Linked DNA regions of Sus scrofa: all the other regions are linked to region 4. Evidence: chromatin contacts called from public Hi-C and HiChIP or PLAC-seq data. All regions are on one chromosome and are shown on one strand. Each heading gives the region's core, a stretch centred on a gene start, on an enhancer-like site or on the middle of the called end of the contact. The rest is flanking DNA. Distances are from core to core; before and after follow the strand shown. Region 1 holds the start of SERPINH1 (serpin family H member 1). Region 2 overlaps GDPD5 (glycerophosphodiester phosphodiesterase domain-containing protein 5). Region 3 overlaps GDPD5 (glycerophosphodiester phosphodiesterase domain-containing protein 5). Region 4 holds the start of GDPD5 (glycerophosphodiester phosphodiesterase domain-containing protein 5).

Region 1 (4,079 bases), core at 1,022-3,521, 45 kb after region 4:
CATGAAAACCAGGAAACTGACCAAAGAGATGCACCGCCCTGAGGCGGAAAGATTTTGTCAACGATCAGACCAGACAGATCCTAAGTAAGGATACTGGGCACCTCTGAGGGAGGTGAGCTCCCCGGTTCCTGGGGGGCGGGAGGGGCTGGGGTGTTTGCCTTTTTGGGGTACTGCAGGGATGACTTCTGCCTGGGGCCACAGGCAGGAATCCGTGATCTCTGAGATGCCTTGTAGCCCAATACTGTTGTTCTAAGATTGAGATTCAACATTCTAAGATTCCTTAGATGAATTCAGAGATCCCGTAGGGATATCATATAGGAGGACGATCACCTTAAGATCTAAGTAATCTCTGATTCTTTTCTTTCTTTCTTTCTTTTTTTTGTCTTTTTTGCTATTTCTTGGGCTGCTCCTGCGGCATATGGAGGTTCCCAGGCTAGGGGTCGAATTAGAGCTGTAGCCACCGGCCTATGCCAGAGCCACAGCAACGCTGGATCCGAGCCGCGTCTGCAACCTACACCACAGCTCACGGCAACGCCAGATCGTTAACCCACTGAGCAAGGGCAGGGACCGAACCTGCAACCTCATGGTTCCTAGTCGGATTCATTAACCACTGCGCCACGACGGGAACTCCTCTTTCTTTCTTTTAAGGGCCATACTCGAGGCATATGGAAGTTCTAGGCTAGGGGTTGAATTGGAGCTACAGCTCCTGGCCTACGCCAGAGCCACAGCAATGCGGGATCCGAGCCGCGTCTGCAACCTACACCACAGCTCATGGCAACGCTGGACCCTTAACCCACTAAGCGAGGCCAGGGATTGAACCTGTGTCCTCATGGATGCTAGCAGAGTTCCTTACCACTGAGCCACAACAGCAACTCCAATCTCTGATTCTTAGACCCTGATTAGAAGAATCTAAAGCTCTTGGGATCTAAGATTTCCCACAGTCCCTGAAATCGGACTTCGAACGTCAGCAGCCTAAGACTGAGTAGTCAGTCACCTTCGCCACCAGGCTGGGGGGGCCAGAAAGGGCCAGCCAGCCCCTCAACTCCGCTGCCAGGGTCCCAGATGATTCATCTGCTGGGTGCTGGGTTTCATTTGCTTCCTCAGATCCAGAGATGCACCCGGAAGAAAGAAGATCCTCAGCACAGTTTGTTGATTGAATAAATGAGCAAAGTGCCTTTTTACGCTGTCCCTTCTTCTTTGAATTGGGCCTACTGGTCAGCTATCATTTCACAGTAAAGCTCTGGGGAAGAAAGGGGATGAAAGAACCTTCTGCCTTCCTGAGTTCCCTACTGAGATGGCACATACGCACCTCATATGGTCCATCCTAAGAGCAGGGACTTTGTCCTGTTCTTGGCTGTGTCCTCAGGACCTAGAACAGAAATGAATACCCCAGCTTAGCTCAGAGCTCCAGAGGCTATCAGCTGTGGGAGGGTGCGGCAGGAGGAGTTGATAGGGAGACCTGGAGCCTTCGGGAGGGGACCAGGCAGGGAGGGGGAAGACCAAGGAGACAGACAGATAGGAAACAAAGAATGACCTTTCACAAAGGAACTGGGCCCAGAAAAGGAAAGTAACTTCCTTAGGGTCACACAGCATATGACTTAGTGGACCCCTCCAGGCCCATCCACATCACCCAGAGTTCCCGAGGTGTCTCCAGGACTTTCCTGGGGGAGGGTCAAGTCCTGGGACTGGCCTGGCCACTCAAGGCAGTCACTGAGGCAGAGCGCCAAGGAGCTCAGGACAAACTGCAGGTGGAGCTGGGTCCTGCCTCCCAACCTCCAGCCTTCCAGCCTGAGCTGGGGCCCTGACGAGGACGAGGACGGGGTGCCTAGGGAGAGCCAATTAAGTCTCAGGTGGAAAATGGGGAAATGGAGCCACTTGGAGGCAGAGGCCTTGCAGGGAAAGGGGTGCTGGAAGGAGAGGTGCCATCAGGAGTGAGTGGCTTGTGCAAAGAACCTTGGAGTGTATCAGACACCTTGCAGGGAGCTGGACCTTAGAGCCCCGTGTCCCCTCCAGCTCAGCGGTCCAAATTCCCACTAGGGTGTGGAGTCTCAGTTGGGTTGAAGGATGCCCCCGCAGAGGGCATCTAGGGGGTCTCAGGCACCCAGCACCTAAGGTGGGGGCTCCCCGTGCGCCGCCACCCTGTCCGATGAGGGGGGCAGTAGGACCCAGGGGCGGGGAGGCTGCCTGCAGAGGGAGGGGGCGGGAGCCGGGACGTTTGGGGGAGGTCTTTGGCTTTTTTTGGCGGAGCCGGGGCGCCCTCCGGAAGCTTTTCCAACTTTCCAGAAGTTTCTCGGGACGGGAGGGAGGTGGGGTGGGGGAACGCCATATATAGATCTGGACGGCGGGGGCGCGGTGGAGAGTGGAATCCATTCTCGGCTCGAGTGTGACACTGTGACTGTGTCCCGGCGCCCACCCAGCCCGGCCAGGTGAGGGCGGGGGCGGGTGGGGCGGGAGCGGCGGGGGTCTGGGGGTGCTCAAGGGAGTGAGAGGGGCAAGCGGCCTCCAGGAGGTTTTAGGAGCCAACCCAGAGCCCGCAGAGGGGAGTCTCTGGCACTCTGGGGGCCGCTGGAGGGTTCGGGATAGGGACTTAGGGACTGCGGGGGCGGCTGGATGGCGATGGCGGAGCGAGCCTGAGGCCGGAGCCGGGAGCGGAGATGGGCGATGGGAGCGGGCCGGGGAATCAGGGCCCTCAGACGATCCGGGAAAAGTGCAGGCTTCCCCAGAAGTGTGGGCCGGGTGGTGAGGGCAGAGGGGAAGCAGGGGGGCAGGGAGCCAGGATGCTGAGGACCAAGGAGGGTGGCGATGGGTCTGGAGCCCCTTCCAGCTGGGACAGGGAGGCCAGGCCCGCTTTGCCATTGGGGTGCCTCCAGTTGCGGGGTTGAGGCCCGGGGCCAGTGGCCCCACCTCCTCACAGGCTTGCTGCGGGACATCTGAGCCTCCTGGTGGGGAGGTGGAAAGGCGCTAAAACAGCCTTGACTTCTGGGGGAGGGCCCTGGCTCTTGGGGTCCCCAGGGTTTGGGAGGCTTCACCAGGGGCAGCTCCATGTCTCATCAGCAGCCTGCTGATGGTTAGGTGATGGCAAATAGAGGAGGGACGTGGCTGCCACCAGTCCATCCCCCCCCTTCCCTCCAAAAAGAGGGTGAGGAGCCAGCCAGGTCTGCACCCCACCATAGAACGGGGCTGGGAGCTGCCTAAAAGGCTTTAGGAGTCAGCCACCCTAATTCTGTCCACTGCCACCTGGTTCCTGGAGTAACTTCAGGGTTAAGGCTCCTTCCAGAGACCAGATTCCCTGCCCCCACTTAGGGACATTCCTGAGGCGGCTGGAGTGGGGGGAAGAAGAAGAATGAAACCACTTCCAGCGCCGCCAGAAGGCCCGGCCCCTCCTCTTCCCACGTTTCCGGCTGGTCCCTCTGGTCTGCAGGGCCCGGATGGAGCCCAAGGACAATCAGGGGGCTCTGGTTCCCCTAAGTCTCTGGCTGTGACCACACCCTCTGGTCCTCGGCCGGCGGTTCCTCTGCCCATCCCCCCTTCCTGAGGCCTCCCGGTCTCCTCCTTGTGTCTTGGTCCCTGGGAAGCCCAGCAGAAGCTTTTGTTGTTTTTTTTTTTTAACTGGCTGTGGAACAGGACACAGCCTCCAGCCCTCGGCAGGGGCTCTGGGGGGGGGGGGGTGCTTCCAGGAGGAAGGAAGGAGGCCTGACCCCCACTGATCCCTGTGGGACGGCAGGTGGCCCCGTGCCCACCCTGGCTCCATTTCTCCCACTGTGTGATGAGGGGGCCCACCTCTGACATTGACCTTGTAGCTCTGGGACTGGTTCAGTGCTCCCTTGGCCAGGGGCAGTGTAGACAGGTCCGTCTACAGGGCTGGGTCTTCTAGTCGGTTCCTCACCACCCCAGCTCTGCCCTATCCCATCCTTCTTCACTCTTCTGTTTTCTTTCAGAATGAAAAAGGCAGGCCTTGGCCTCCCCCTGAGACAGTTGCAAGGTACCTGAGTCCCCCTCAAGTGTTGGAGCCCCTCTCTGGGGGCCCCTGTAGCATCTATTCCCTTCCCTCTTACTTATAAAAATCTGGACCCCAGTCT
Region 2 (4,112 bases), core at 1,347-3,846, 62 kb before region 4:
GCCTGGATTCACTGGAGGTGTCGACAGAGACAGCCTAGGGAGGTGGGAGTTGTGATCAAAGCCCCTCACAGCGGTGGCATCTGATTCAAGGGTGGTAGGTGGGGCAGGAAGGGGGGCATTTCAGGGGAGCCTCTTGTTTACTGCAAAGCCCCCAAGCCCCCTTCAACCTTCCTCTTCACGTCCAGAGCCCCCGGACTTCTATGGAGGCTCACCTGGGAGGGGTTTCTGGGAACCGGGAGTTTTGCGAGGATGGAGGTGAGGGTGGGGGAGGGCCCGAGGCCCATCAGATGCACTCACAGTCCCCGGCCTGCGGCACACGGCTCCCTCCCTGCACTGTCCCCTGTCCTCCCGCCCCCTCCCCGCAACCTCAGGGGCACCAGAGACCCTCAAGATAAAGGTCATGATGAAAACATAGCATCAGACTGTAGCACTGAGCGCAGCACTGGTACAGAACCCGTGGAAGTAAGTAAAAAGCTTAGAAACAGATCTAAATACATAAAATATTTAGTGTATGATAAAGGCGGCATCTCAAATTAGAGGAAAAAGGATGGATTACTCAATGGAGAGTTGGGAACACTGGGAAGCCATCTCAAAGGCACAAAGTAAGATCGCGCTGTGCCCTAAAACTACTTCCAAAAAGACAACACATTTAAGTATTAGAAAAGTAGAAATATATAATTACTAAATGATACTACAGAGAAATTTTTTGGTGATCTTGGAGTGGGCACGACTTTTCTGCCACAAAACCCAGGAGCCATGAAAGAGACGACAGAATCCTTAAGAATGAAAAATCCTTAAGGATAAAAAAGAAAATTCCCACAGCAAAAATACACAAAAGCAAGGTCAAAAGATGAGTCACAAACCAGGAACGATTATCTGCAGTTCATCAGCCCAAGGCCTCCTTTTCCAAATCTGTAAAGGCTCTTGCAAATGAATAAGCGCAAAGTAAATCTCGCAGCAAAAAAGGACAGAAGACATGACAAGACAGTTTATGGAAAAGGAAACGCAAATGACTCCAACAGGTGAAAGACGCCGAATCTAACTCATAAGGGAAATGCTAATTAAAACTATACCAAGGTACCATTTTCACCCATCAGCCTGGCAAAGTCAACAAACCCACAGACACTCCATGGGCGAGGGTGTTTTAAAGGCACAGGCCCGTCACTGAGGGAGCGTGAGTTGGTGACAAGGAGGCGGTCTGCAAATTACCCAAGTGCGCCCCGGACCCAGCAGCTCCCCACGCAGCTTGGCTCACTGTCCTGCTGTCCTGGCAATGACCTCGAAGCAAGGGGGGCTGGCTGGATACCTGGGGAACTAGGGGTCGGATCCCAGGGCAGGGACAAGGGAGGGACACCCGTGGGGATGCTCTCAATGGGCCCAAGGGGAGGGAGCTTGAAATGTCTCTGCAAAGGTGACAGGGATATTTATATTCTGTACCTTTGGGGGACCTTTTGCATTTTGAACCATGTTGATGTATTAATGGTCAAAAATTGGTTAAAACAAAACAAAGCAAACGAAAAAAGGATTCCTTAAAATCTCAGAGCCAAATGGTAGACTCTTGGAAGACCAGCGTTTCCAGCCCGACTCGAACCCTCTGAGCCCCAGGAAGCTCCCTCCCTCCTGGTGCAGCAGGTCTGGCTGTGGATCAGCTCAGCCTGGAATGACCTTCCTCGTGCTGAGATCTCTCGGGAGGGATCAGAGGGGAGAGGATGGCAGGCCTGGCACCTTGGGAGTTGGCACCAGGCAGATGAAGGGATCTGAGCCCCCTGCCCCCAGGAGAAGACGCCCTGCACTGACCCACTCCCCTGGCGGGCTCTGCGCCTCCGGATGCCTCAACACTGGGATCAAGCAGGTGCGCCCTGGCCTGCTGAGAGCCGGGCGGGCCCGAGAAGGGGGCCGCAGCATGCGCCAGTCCTGACGGGGGTGCCAGGGTGCGGTTCCTTCAAGTGTCAGCTTTGCAGCTGGGAGATGAAAGTCCCTCACAGAGGGGACTTCAGAAGCCCAGAGGAGATCGCAGGATAGAGTGACAAGCAGGAGGCAGGCGGGAGGGGACTAGCGGCAGCTCACGGCTCCTCATCCCTCTAAGATTCCAGTCACTGGGGTCTGACTCCCCAGCTCCAGATCCCCAGCGCCCCCCTACCCCCAGCCACCCAAAGGCACCTCCTGCTCCATGCCGCCCGACCGGAACTCACCATGTCCACCCTCCGGTTCCTGCTCCATGTCCTTGTGGCTGGAAGTGAGCTCCCCCCCCCAAGTCACTCTGGACCATCTCATGGGCTCATGGCTCTTGCCGGACATTTCTGCCCCCTCCTAAATGGCGCACCCACTCTGAGTTGGGTTCTAAAAAAAGAGGTGGCCTAGCCTCCCCTCCAAGGCCCAGTGCCCCCCGGGAGGGAGGGGCTCACTCTCAGCCAGCTCTGTGCCACCCCTGTCCCCACTGGCACCTCAGGCAGAGCAGGCACCAGCCACGTGTCAGCAGCACGGTGAGCGAGGGAGCCGAGGCTCTGGGCTGCACGGAGCCTCACTGCTTTGGGCCCTGCCCCGCATGGGGCCCTGGGGACAAGGAGATGGGACATCAGTTCTGCATGCGTGGAGCTCCCAGATCGGGGAGGGTTGCAGTCAGGGGGCCAGATGGAAACGGGTGACAAGAGGCCAGGACTGTGGTGGGGAGCCTGCGGGCACTGGGGGGCCCAAGAAGCCTGGCTCAGGTGGTGAGGAGAACCCAGTAAGGCAGAGAGGCCACGGAGAGAGGGGGGCGGGAGCCAAGGGGCGAAGCAGAGATGAGGCAGTCGAGCTGCGAGGGCCCGTGCTGTCTCGGGAGCAGAAGCTCAGGGTGACATCCCACGACAGCTGCTGGGAGATGGCGCAGGGCCCAGGTCACCCAGGGCCTTAGTGCTGGGTGAGGGGGTTGGATCATCCTGGGAGCAATGGAAGTGGCGGGGAGGGCTTCAAATCGGGGTAGTATCATTGGGTCACGTTTTTAAATGAACTCACCGAAGAGGAGAGACTGAAGGCAGAGCGACCAGAGAGCCGGGCTGTGACCTGTGCTGGCTAATGGCTCGGCTACGGGGCTAGGGCCTGGATCCTCCACTTATTAAGGGGAGACCTTCAGCAAGTTACATAACCTCTGAGTACCTCAGTTTTCCCGACTGCAAAATGGGATGCTGACAGCACCTCCATCATAGGGCTGCTGTGAGGCCTGAGTTAATAGAGTTCAGGCCGTGAGAACCGTGCTGGACCCACCATGAGTTCTCAGCATCAGCTACCAGCACAGCTACAAGCACGACCAGGGGGGAAGATGCCTCTAGCCTCCTCCTCTGCTGCTGCGGCCTCCAGCCTCCCTCCCCCGAGCCCCCGCAGAGGCAGCCCTTACCTTGTGCAGCCAGTGCAGGTTCATCTGCTGTCCCACGGCGATGTGACACAGTGCCAGGACCTGAACAGGGCCCCAGAGAGCGAGAGTCAGGCACCAAGTGTCACCTGGAGGTGTCCGTCCCTTCCCCAGGCGCCCTGCTCCCCAGCGCTCTCGGCCCGGCTCGGGCAGTCAGGAAACCCTCCCTGCAGGTGGTGGGCAGCCCCCCAGGCCGGCCTCCCCTACACTGTTCCAGGCCAGAGGCTCCTGCTCTAGGACCTTTCTCTCCAGATCTCACTGGGCCCTGGTGCACTTGCAGTCTAACGACGGCTCGAGACTTGCGGGCCCTGGGATTCTGAAGCGGACTTGAGCCTCGTGCCCCAGGAGCCCCCAACCCAGCCTGGGGGCTGACCTGAGTCTGCGGGAGTGGAGATTGGCAGCAGGACCAGAGCAGAGGCTCCTGGGAGAAGAAGTGTGCCTGGGACCCAGCCGCGGGCCATCCTCATGGGGGGCCCTCCCGCAAGGTGCATCCCGCCTTGAGGGCACCAACCCCAGAGGCCCAGGGCGAAGCTGGCTGCCCTCCTAGACCCCTTCTATCAGCCCAGCACCGGCCACCTGCCCTCTGAGCCAGCCCCGCGTACCTGCAGGCCCGCGACGTACGTGAAAGCGGCAGCTGTGGCCATGAGAATGGGCACAGACCAGTCACTCCAGTAGCCCAAGCGGTTGTAGAGGTACCTGCCGAGGAGAAGGGGCAGGGGTCAGA
Region 3 (4,289 bases), core at 415-2,914, 44 kb before region 4:
ACAGGGCAGGGGAGGCCCCTCCTTAGCTGGGAGGCTCGGGTTGCCTGAGGTGAGCTCCACGAGCCGTGCACAGGCCCCGCCACCCAGGGCTGCCGCTAACCCTCTCCCCTCTCCCAGCCAAGCTGGCCCGTGGCCAGCAGCTCCTGCACTGCCCCATACCTGGCACCCCAGGCCTTGGCATTTGCAGAGCCTGCACGGTGTGGGCCCCCCGTCAGCTCAAAACCAGCATCAACCCACCACTTCCTCCACCCTGGGCCCTGCGCTGGCCACACCAGGCCCCATCACTTCCTGACTGCACAGCCTGTGATGGCCTGGCCCCGGGCCACCAAGAGGTGTCAGGTGCCCAGAGAGGTTTGCCTTCCTCCAGTGTCTCCTCCGACGGCCAAGGGCTTCCTGCTTGGGCGCTCGGCCATCCTTCCTCCCTCGCTCAGCCTCAGCTCTCTTCCCACCCCAGGCCCACCGAGAGCACGGGACCCACACCACGCAGGGCTGCATCCCAGCTCTGCCCCTCTAAGGCTGTGTGACCTCAGCCCCACCACGGACGTCCCTGGCTTCCGTTTCCACGTGTGAAGGGGCAGTGATGACACTGAGCTCATGGGCTTGGGAGCAACACGAGCAGCTGTGTGACAGCACTCAGCTCGGTGCCCTGCACGCAGACAGGCCCCCGGGTGCCTGGGGACTGCGAGGTCCTGCCTTCCTGACACGCGGAGGCCCCGCTGCCTCCCTCCACCATCTCAGGGGAGAATGGAGCTCAGAGCAAAGCGGAGGGAATTCTGAACCCCTCTTCCACGTCGGAGCCGGGGAGGCCGAGCCACGGCGTGTGGGAATGACTTGTCTTACGGGCCAGTCACGGCCAGTGCTGGCCACTCCATGTCCTGCCACCCGCCATCCACCCAGCAGCTCTGAGGGGGGTGTGCATTATTTCACAGATGAGAAGCTCAAAGTCAGGTAGGTACAATTTGAACTTGAGGCTGCCTGACTCCTGATCACACAGCCTGGTCCACTGAGAGGAGACCCTAGGTCCACATAAAAGGCTGTCCTGGGCAGGGACCTGCTGGGTGGCCCTGGGCAGGCCCCCTCCCCTCCCTTGCCTCCTCTGTGCTACTGCGCAGACGTAGCGATGAGTCCGGCCAGGCGCCCACCAGATGGTACCTGCTTCTCACCACTGGGGGGGTCATGACCTCAGGCTCCTGCCTCAGTCCAGCAGCGATCTGTCCCTCACCAGCACAGGCAGAGAAGGAGGGCAGCCGGGCGGACAAGCTTCCCAACCTCCCAATCCAGATAGCCCGGCTCTGCCTGGCCTCTGACTCTGGACGCCACCCTGTCCTTGGCGCCACCCCCCCCCCCCCAGCCTGTGTCAGAACTGGCTGAATTTGGAGGCGGGCTTCTTTGTTCAGACACGCAGGAGGGAGGAGGAAAGCTGTTCTCCAGGCAGCTGAGCTTTTAGATAAACACCATTCATCTCGCTCTCTGTTCCCTCCTAAAGGAACTGGGTTCCTTCAGAGAAGAAACTAGATCCACTGCGGACGGCGCCCCAGGGACGGAAGTGCGGCTTGGGCTCTGGCTCGGGGAGCCGGGCACTCAAGGAGGCTTTCTTTACCCTGCCAAGCACCTGCCGCCAGCCCTGGCAGGCTTGGGGCTCAGGTGACGGGGCCTTGGTGCCAGGCCATGGCCCTGCCAGCTCCCAGGCTCCAGGACGGCCTGCCCCACCTTCTCACCCTCCCCCTTAGGCACCCACCTGCATGCCTGCCCCTCTGGCTCTGCCAGGAAGCTGAGAACGTCCACTCGCCTTGCGGAGACCCCGCCTTCTTGGCTACTGCTCTGTGCCCAGCCCCCACCCCCACCCCCAAGCAGCCCAGCCCCACACTGAGAGGAGAGGTAAGGGCTAGACGCACCCATGACGCACCCACTTCGGCCAATTCGGGAATTACCACGGGCCCATTTTACAGAAGGAGAAACTGAAACCCAGAAGGCGGCGGGGGGGGCTCTGTCCAGAGACACACAGCAGAGGGTCAGAGCTGCGATCCCTCCCCAGACCCCAGGCTCCCCAGGTCCTCGGACCCTGTCCCAGCAGAGCTCACCGGCGTGGTGTCATCGTGAGAGCGCTGGTAGCGCTTCCAGCGGCAGCCGTAGATGCCAGTGAGGCAGGAGAGGCAGAGCTGCGGCTCGTAGTACTGCAGGGGCTGGTGTCTCACCATGCTCGCGCTGCCGGCCTGGCACCCCGCCCTCAGGCGCCCATGGAGGCCCCGGCTGGTCCTGCAGGATGAAGCACAGGGCTGTGAGGCGGGGGAGGGTGGGGACTGGGCCCTGACACAGCAGGTGTCCCTGTCGCCTAGGCCTGAGGTGGGTCAGCCTCTGCTCAGAGCCCTGCTTGATCGGAGTCAGAGGTCCTTCCTTGCAGTGCCCGGGACAGTCTCCTGCCACCTGCCATGACCTAATCCCCATACCCACCAGCAGGCACTCCCCCACTCCCACCCCGAGCCCCAGCCCCGGGCAACCTACTCTCCCTCCTTTCCGTCTCCATGGATTTGCCCATTCTGGAATATCACCTAAATGGAATCATGCAACATATGGTCTTGCTTCTTCCACATGATTCGTCCACGCTGCAGCGGGACTCAGGGCCGCACTCCTTATCATGACCGAATAATATTTAATTGCAGAGATCCACCGCATTACCCGTTCCGTAGTTGACAGACATTTGGGGTGTTACCACGTTTTGGTTGTTATAAATAACTCTGCTGTGAACAAGTTTTTGTGTGGCCATACATTTTCATGGCTTTGAGTGCTGACTTTGGGATGGAACTGGGTCAGATGCGAGCACTGTGTTTACACTTCAGGAAGAACCGCCGAAAGCCCTTCTCCAGAGCTGGTGCACAGTCTGACATTCTCCAAGCGTTGGTTAGCATGGTCATCTCCATTTTACAGGTGAGAATTGTGAAGCACAGAAAGGGTTAGCCATTTGTCAAAGGGCACACAGCAGAGCCTGGCAATCTGGCCCTGTGTTCTAACTCAGGGGTTGGCCAGACCCAACCAGCCACAGCTGTGACCTGAGCTGCAGCAGTGACAACGCCAGGTCCTTAACCTGCTAGGCCACCAGGGAACTCCAGAGTGAGCTTGCTGATAGGCAAATGACCAGCGCCTGGCTCTCCAGCCTCGCCACGCCAGGACACGCTGCTCTTCATCAGGCCAACACCTCCTGATCCTTCGCGGCTCTGTGCGGATGTAACCTCCTCCGGGGAGCCAACCCTGGGGCCCCAGGTTTGGTGAGAGGGCTCCCAGTGTCCCTCGCTCTTCCTGAGCAGCCTGTGGGGGCGCTGATGACATACCTGCTCTGCCAGGGGAGGACCTGTGTTCTTCGCACAGCCCCAGTGGCCAGCACAGGGCAGCACGGGGGAGGCGGCCCTGGGTGGGGGTTCCCGGACGGTACTGCCGAGAAGGCCCGAAGTTCCGCTGACAGTCGTGCCGCCCACAGTCGGAGCAGTCGGGACAAGGCCCCCGGGACCTGACTCCCCACGCACCCGCCTCCTGCCGGGCGGGACTCATGGCGTTACTGAGCATCAGCTGATTTCTCCAAGCCACTTCCCAGGGCTGCTGCTATCAGCCAAGTTCCAGAGGAATCGCAGGCTCAAGACCCTGCCGGCTCTGGGCCAAGAGAAAGCCCTCACCTCTGAGCCCGGTGTTTGAGGGCCCTTCTCAGTCCCGTGTCCCGTTATCTGTCTGAATTCCTGGTCCCTGCCCTGAACTTCTGCGGCCTTCTATGTGCACAGGACGGGCCTTCCAGGAGTCAGGAAGGAGAAGGGGCGAGTGTCCGCTCTGAGGTGGGCAAAGGATGTCGGGCAGGGCCCACACCTCCAGGGGCTCGCCACTCCTCACCTCCTGGGGACGCGCCTCACCTGCTTCCCTGCCCCTTGTCCCTCCCATGACTGGCAGGTGGCCAGGCCCTCGCTGCCCCCAGGCCCTTGCTGTCTCCAGGCCCCGCTGCCCCGGCCCCAAGTGCTCTCTTCTGTGAGGCCAGGTGTCAGGGGCCTGGATTTCAGCCTCGTCTCCGTCAGCGGACTTGCTATGTGGCCTTGAGCCTTACGTTACCCAGCCGAGGAATGGGAATGGGCACTAGATGGAATGACACAAAAAAGGACCAAGGCTGCCGTAAAAAGGAAGCAGACACAGATGTGAGCTACACGCACGAATCTCAGACATGATGCTGAGTGAAAGAAGCGAGTTCCATAAGGCGGCATGGGGACTTTTGAGTATCTACCTGTGTCATCTCCCGGTGACAACTGTCCAAACTA
Region 4 (3,778 bases), core at 1,151-3,650:
ATCTCATCAAGGAGGAGCTTTGTGTAGACAGCAGGGAGAATTATTGTGAGAATTTGAATCCCCATGGATGGTGGGTGGGGGGAATCCCAAGCCCCTCCACCGCTTTCTCTTCCGGTTCCCCCAACCTCTTCCTCCCCGCCTCCCCCCTCCCCCACCCCCCAGCTTCCAGCCTTTGGCTGACCTCTCCCCCTCCCCCTCCCCTTTCCCCCTCCCCCCTCCCAGGGGCTTTCCAAGGTGATTTCCCCTGGACTCCAGGAAGCCAGGCACAGCAGGGGTTAACTCAGCCCAGCCAAGGCTTGAGGGAGCGCTCGCTCGGGAGCGGGGGGGTCCCCAGACTGGGTCCCCTTCCCCCCCAGAACAAGAGCCCACAGAGTCCATGCCAAGCACTCTTTCTCAACACCCCTCCCCCTGCACAGCCCCGGGGGGCAGCAGAACAAGCCCCTGCCTGGGAGTCCAGGTACCTGGGGCTGTGCCCCCAGCCCTGGCAGCCCCCGCCCTGAGAACTTGGGCGAGCCCCTCCCCTCCTGCACCAGAGGTGTCTTGCAGGTTCCCCCGCCCAGGAGAGGCTGAGGTCAGCCTCGGGTCTCGTCCCAGCACCAGCCACAGAGATTCTCACAACAGCCTCGCACGTGGTCACCCGGACCTCACAACCTCACATCAGGGGTGGGCAAACCCCAGCCACCCACCAAGAAGATGCTAACTGGGAGGAGGAGTGGACACTCTGAAGGATGTTTAGGATCATCTTCTCAGGCACCCTGCTGGCTCAACTACATGCTTGCTTTAGGACCTCGACAACTGGCACCCCCTGTCCCCCGGCCTCAGCGGCCTCCTTGCTAACGTGAAGGGTGTGAGCTGGGTGGGTGCTGAGGGGCCCCATTTCCTACAGCTCTGATGGGCTCTGACGTGGAGCCCTCCTCATTGCATTCTCCCAGCAGATAAGCAGCGTCTTGGGGCTTCCAGAGTGTCTCAGAGACCCCGGGGTCTGACCCACGGGGGACAGGGGCAGCTGCTCTCTGTCAGGGAGGGAAGCCTGGGAAGCTTCCACCTCCGTCCTCCACTCCGGATCACCTTTCCTGGGAAGTGACACGGCCAATGGATGAGAGGGAAAGGGGCCAGGAAAAGCCGCGTCCCTGGCCTGGGGATCAGCTCCCCGATGCCCCACCTTGACCCCTCCCCCATCTCCTGCCTGGCGGCCCCGCACTTCCTTTCTTCTCTCCACTCTCAGCTCCTTTCCCTCTCCAGCCTAACGTTCCTCCCCAGTCTCAGTCCTCGAGGAAAGCGAGCGGGGCTAATTAACCTCGTTGAACCTCACTTTCCCCATCTGCAAGCGCCGGTACCAGCACACAACACCTTTCATCACTCAGAGTGATAGCGGGCCGTTTGAAGGATCATTTGCGCAAGGGTGGGGCGCGGACCCGCACACAATGGGCGCTCAATAAGTGCCGGTTGGCTCCCTTCCCCCTCCTCTCCCCGCGCCCCTCCTAGCCAGCTGCCGGCGCAGCTAGCGCCCGGTGCACGCCCGCAGGTGGCCCCGGCGCTGCCCAAACTGGGTCGGAGGCCGCCCGCGCCCGGCATCCGGGGCTCTCTCACCTGCAGCACTCGGCTCTCCCCTGTGTTTTCTTCGGGGCAAGCGCTCAGCCCCTCGCCCGGGGCGGCAGGAAGGTGGCTGCTTCGTCTCACAGCACCAGCCCAGTCCGGTTCAGTCCGACGGGCCAGCCCGCCTGGGACCCCTCATAGGGCTCTGGGCCCGGGTCGGGGCTTCCTGGACGTTAGCACCGCACCAAATCCGAAGCACCGGGGCAGAGGCAGCTGAAGGTCCGGGCTCCTTTGCACTCAGACGGAGGGGTGGGGGCACCCTGCCTTAATCCCGGGCGGAGGGCTAGGGGCTTCGGCACACACTAGAGAAAGGCTGGGAAGGAGCCGGTAATCCCAGAGCCGTGTGGTGGGCCAGGAGCGTCCCGCCCTGGTGCACTGGATCAGGGTCAGGGGTTTGAGGCGTCCCGGCCACACGCCCCGGACCGCGGAGCGCAGAACCGGGCTGGGGTTGGCGGGGCAAGGCAGGGCGCGGGCGAGAAGACGCGGAGCCGCGGCGGCTGGAGCCCGGTAGAGAAGTCTTCCTAGGTCCGGACTCGGCTCGCTCTGCAAAATGGGGCGGTCCTCGGCGTGGCAGCTGACTCCAGAGCTCACAGCCGCGGCTCCACTTCCTCCTCTTCTCCCGGCTGGCCCGCCGCTCGCTCAGCCTCGAGCCGCAGCCGCTGCCACCGCCGCTGTCAGCCCCGCCGCCCACCCCCACAGGAGCTGCCGCAGGAGCCTGAGCCGGAGTCGAGCAGAGCCGAGGCAGCGCCGCCCAGCGCCGGAGCGCCGGCCAACGCGGCCCCGCCCGAATTGGGGCGGGGTCACCCGAGGCCACGCCCTCGCCCGGCCACAGGCAAGGGGCGGGGCGCACTCCAGATCCCCTCCCCCCGTCCCGCGCTGTCGGGCCACGAGGGCCAATGGGAGAGTGGGAAAGGAGCGGAGCTCTGCGGAACGTGGAGTCTACCTCGGAGAGGGCGGGGCAGAGATGGAGAGGTGCGGCCGGAGAGGACAATGGATCCGGGTGATAGAGGTTTAAAGAGCTGGGCGTGTGGCGAGGGTATCCTGGGGACCCGGATAGAGGAGAAGTGGTGAGCTCCGGTTTGTCTGGGACACAGCGGTGGGGAAGTCAAGGGGTAGGAACAGGGGTCGGGGTGGGGAAAAAAGAGGCCGGATGGAGGCCAGATGCGTTATCAGAGGTAGTGGAGTCCAGGGAGAGTGGAGCCCTCGGAACCGGTGAGACACGCCCTCACAGCACCCCAGTACCTTCTCCCTCTGCGGCCTCTAGGGCTCATCGCGAGGAGATGAGGGTTGGATGCCGTGAAATATTCTGATTTCAGGTTTCGGGAAAAATAAGCAGTCAAGAGCAAAAGTGTGTGAGGACAGCACACTCCTTGAATCTTGATGTTTCTACCCTGTGCTCCTCCCCTCCCCGGCCCCAGAGCCTTGGGACAGGAGCTAGGCTTGCATAAGGCGGGACACAGGGCAGGTCTTGGATGGTTTTCGGGATTAAATGAATGAGTGTTGAGTGTCCTGTAGGGGCCATGGGAACGCCACTAATGGGCCTGGCAAGTGAAGGAATGGAGGCGGCACAGTACAAGCTTCCCGAAGCCTCACCACCAGCCTTATGCAGTAGGTACCCCATTTCAGCGATGAGGCCACCAAAGCAGAGAGGAGCCAAATGATGTTCCCAAGACCATAAGCTGGGATAGGATTCCACCCACTCATCACTATTACATTCTAGGACAAAGCTGTGTGGCTTTGAACAGGTTGCTCAACCCCTCTGAGCCTCTGGTTCCTCGTGTATAAAAGGGAAATAGAGATGTTGCGACTTGGCAGGGACTGGCCAGCCACCAGGCTTCAGAGGAGGGAGGGAAGGGTCTTCCTGGCAGAGGAAGCAGCACATGCAAAAGCATGGAGTCTGAAAGGATGCTTCTGGGGACCCCTGGCCTATTCTGGGGGGATTGGGAGAGGCTTCTCTCAGGGAGGGACAGGCAGACTCAGGCCAGAAGTCAGGGGTTAGCTAGCTTGGGAGGGAACCTCTGTCTGCACAGAGGCCACCCTGGGCAGAACCCCGGGTGTGGGGAAGGGCGCTGCTCTGTTGAAGAACCCGGCCAAGTTCAGGGTGGCTGTGGACCTCCCAGAGAAGAGACAGCAGAACAGATGGGAAGAGGCGGGTGGAGCCAGACAAGGAGATAGATGACCT

The links. Hi-C and Micro-C count contacts between places; a contact is called where the count stands out from the background. HiChIP or PLAC-seq counts read pairs in DNA pulled down with a chosen protein or histone mark.
Region 1: a Hi-C map of heart right ventricle shows a contact between it and region 4, with 4 times the contacts expected there. The contact joins the promoter of SERPINH1 here to the promoter of GDPD5 in region 4. A contact is called at or near these places in 2 of 47 Hi-C or Micro-C datasets (embryonic fibroblasts and heart right ventricle).
Region 2: a Hi-C map of skeletal muscle shows a contact between it and region 4, with 3 times the contacts expected there. The contact joins the enhancer-like site here to the promoter of GDPD5 in region 4. A contact is called at or near these places in 4 of 5 promoter capture datasets (fetal liver, liver and skeletal muscle), 35 of 47 Hi-C or Micro-C datasets (adipose tissue, alveolar macrophages, blood and 18 more) and 2 of 2 datasets of contacts at active chromatin or transcription factors (alveolar macrophages and skeletal muscle).
Region 3: an H3K27ac HiChIP or PLAC-seq map of skeletal muscle shows a contact between it and region 4. The contact joins the enhancer-like site here to the promoter of GDPD5 in region 4. A contact is called at or near these places in 2 of 5 promoter capture datasets (liver and skeletal muscle), 12 of 47 Hi-C or Micro-C datasets (adipocytes, blood, brain and 8 more) and 1 of 2 datasets of contacts at active chromatin or transcription factors (skeletal muscle).

What each region holds. Positions count from the first base shown.
Region 1 is chr9:9,780,668-9,784,746 of Sscrofa11.1, forward strand. SERPINH1 (serpin family H member 1) reads left to right here and starts at 2,272. Exons shown (of 6, transcript NM_001244132.1): 1 at 2,272-2,426. It overlaps LOC102161477 (a long non-coding RNA gene), which reads right to left. Exons shown (of 4, transcript XR_002335540.1): 2 at 1,310-1,369. LOC106504810 (a long non-coding RNA gene) reads left to right here. Exons shown (of 2, transcript XR_001298623.2): 1 at 1-112; 2 at 893-1,181.
Region 2 is chr9:9,673,450-9,677,561 of Sscrofa11.1, forward strand. It overlaps GDPD5 (glycerophosphodiester phosphodiesterase domain-containing protein 5), which reads right to left. Exons shown (of 18, transcript XM_021062519.1): 5 at 3,991-4,084; 6 at 3,374-3,433. Among named protein-coding and RNA genes, the nearest start is that of KLHL35, 24 kb to the left of the region's middle. Within about 2 kb of position 2,597, at least 1 of the 83 cell types and tissues checked has an H3K27ac peak or open chromatin away from gene starts, as enhancers often do. A contact at or near this core is called in skeletal muscle, where this site is marked.
Region 3 is chr9:9,692,132-9,696,420 of Sscrofa11.1, forward strand. GDPD5 (glycerophosphodiester phosphodiesterase domain-containing protein 5) reads right to left here. Exons shown (of 18, transcript XM_021062519.1): 3 at 2,082-2,256. The coding sequence starts at 2,198. Among named protein-coding and RNA genes, the nearest start is that of KLHL35, 42 kb to the left of the region's middle. Within about 2 kb of position 1,665, at least 31 of the 83 cell types and tissues checked have an H3K27ac peak or open chromatin away from gene starts, as enhancers often do. A contact at or near this core is called in liver, omental adipose tissue, retroperitoneal adipose tissue and 1 more, where this site is marked.
Region 4 is chr9:9,735,786-9,739,563 of Sscrofa11.1, forward strand. GDPD5 (glycerophosphodiester phosphodiesterase domain-containing protein 5) reads right to left here and starts at 2,401. Exons shown (of 18, transcript XM_021062519.1): 1 at 1,591-2,401.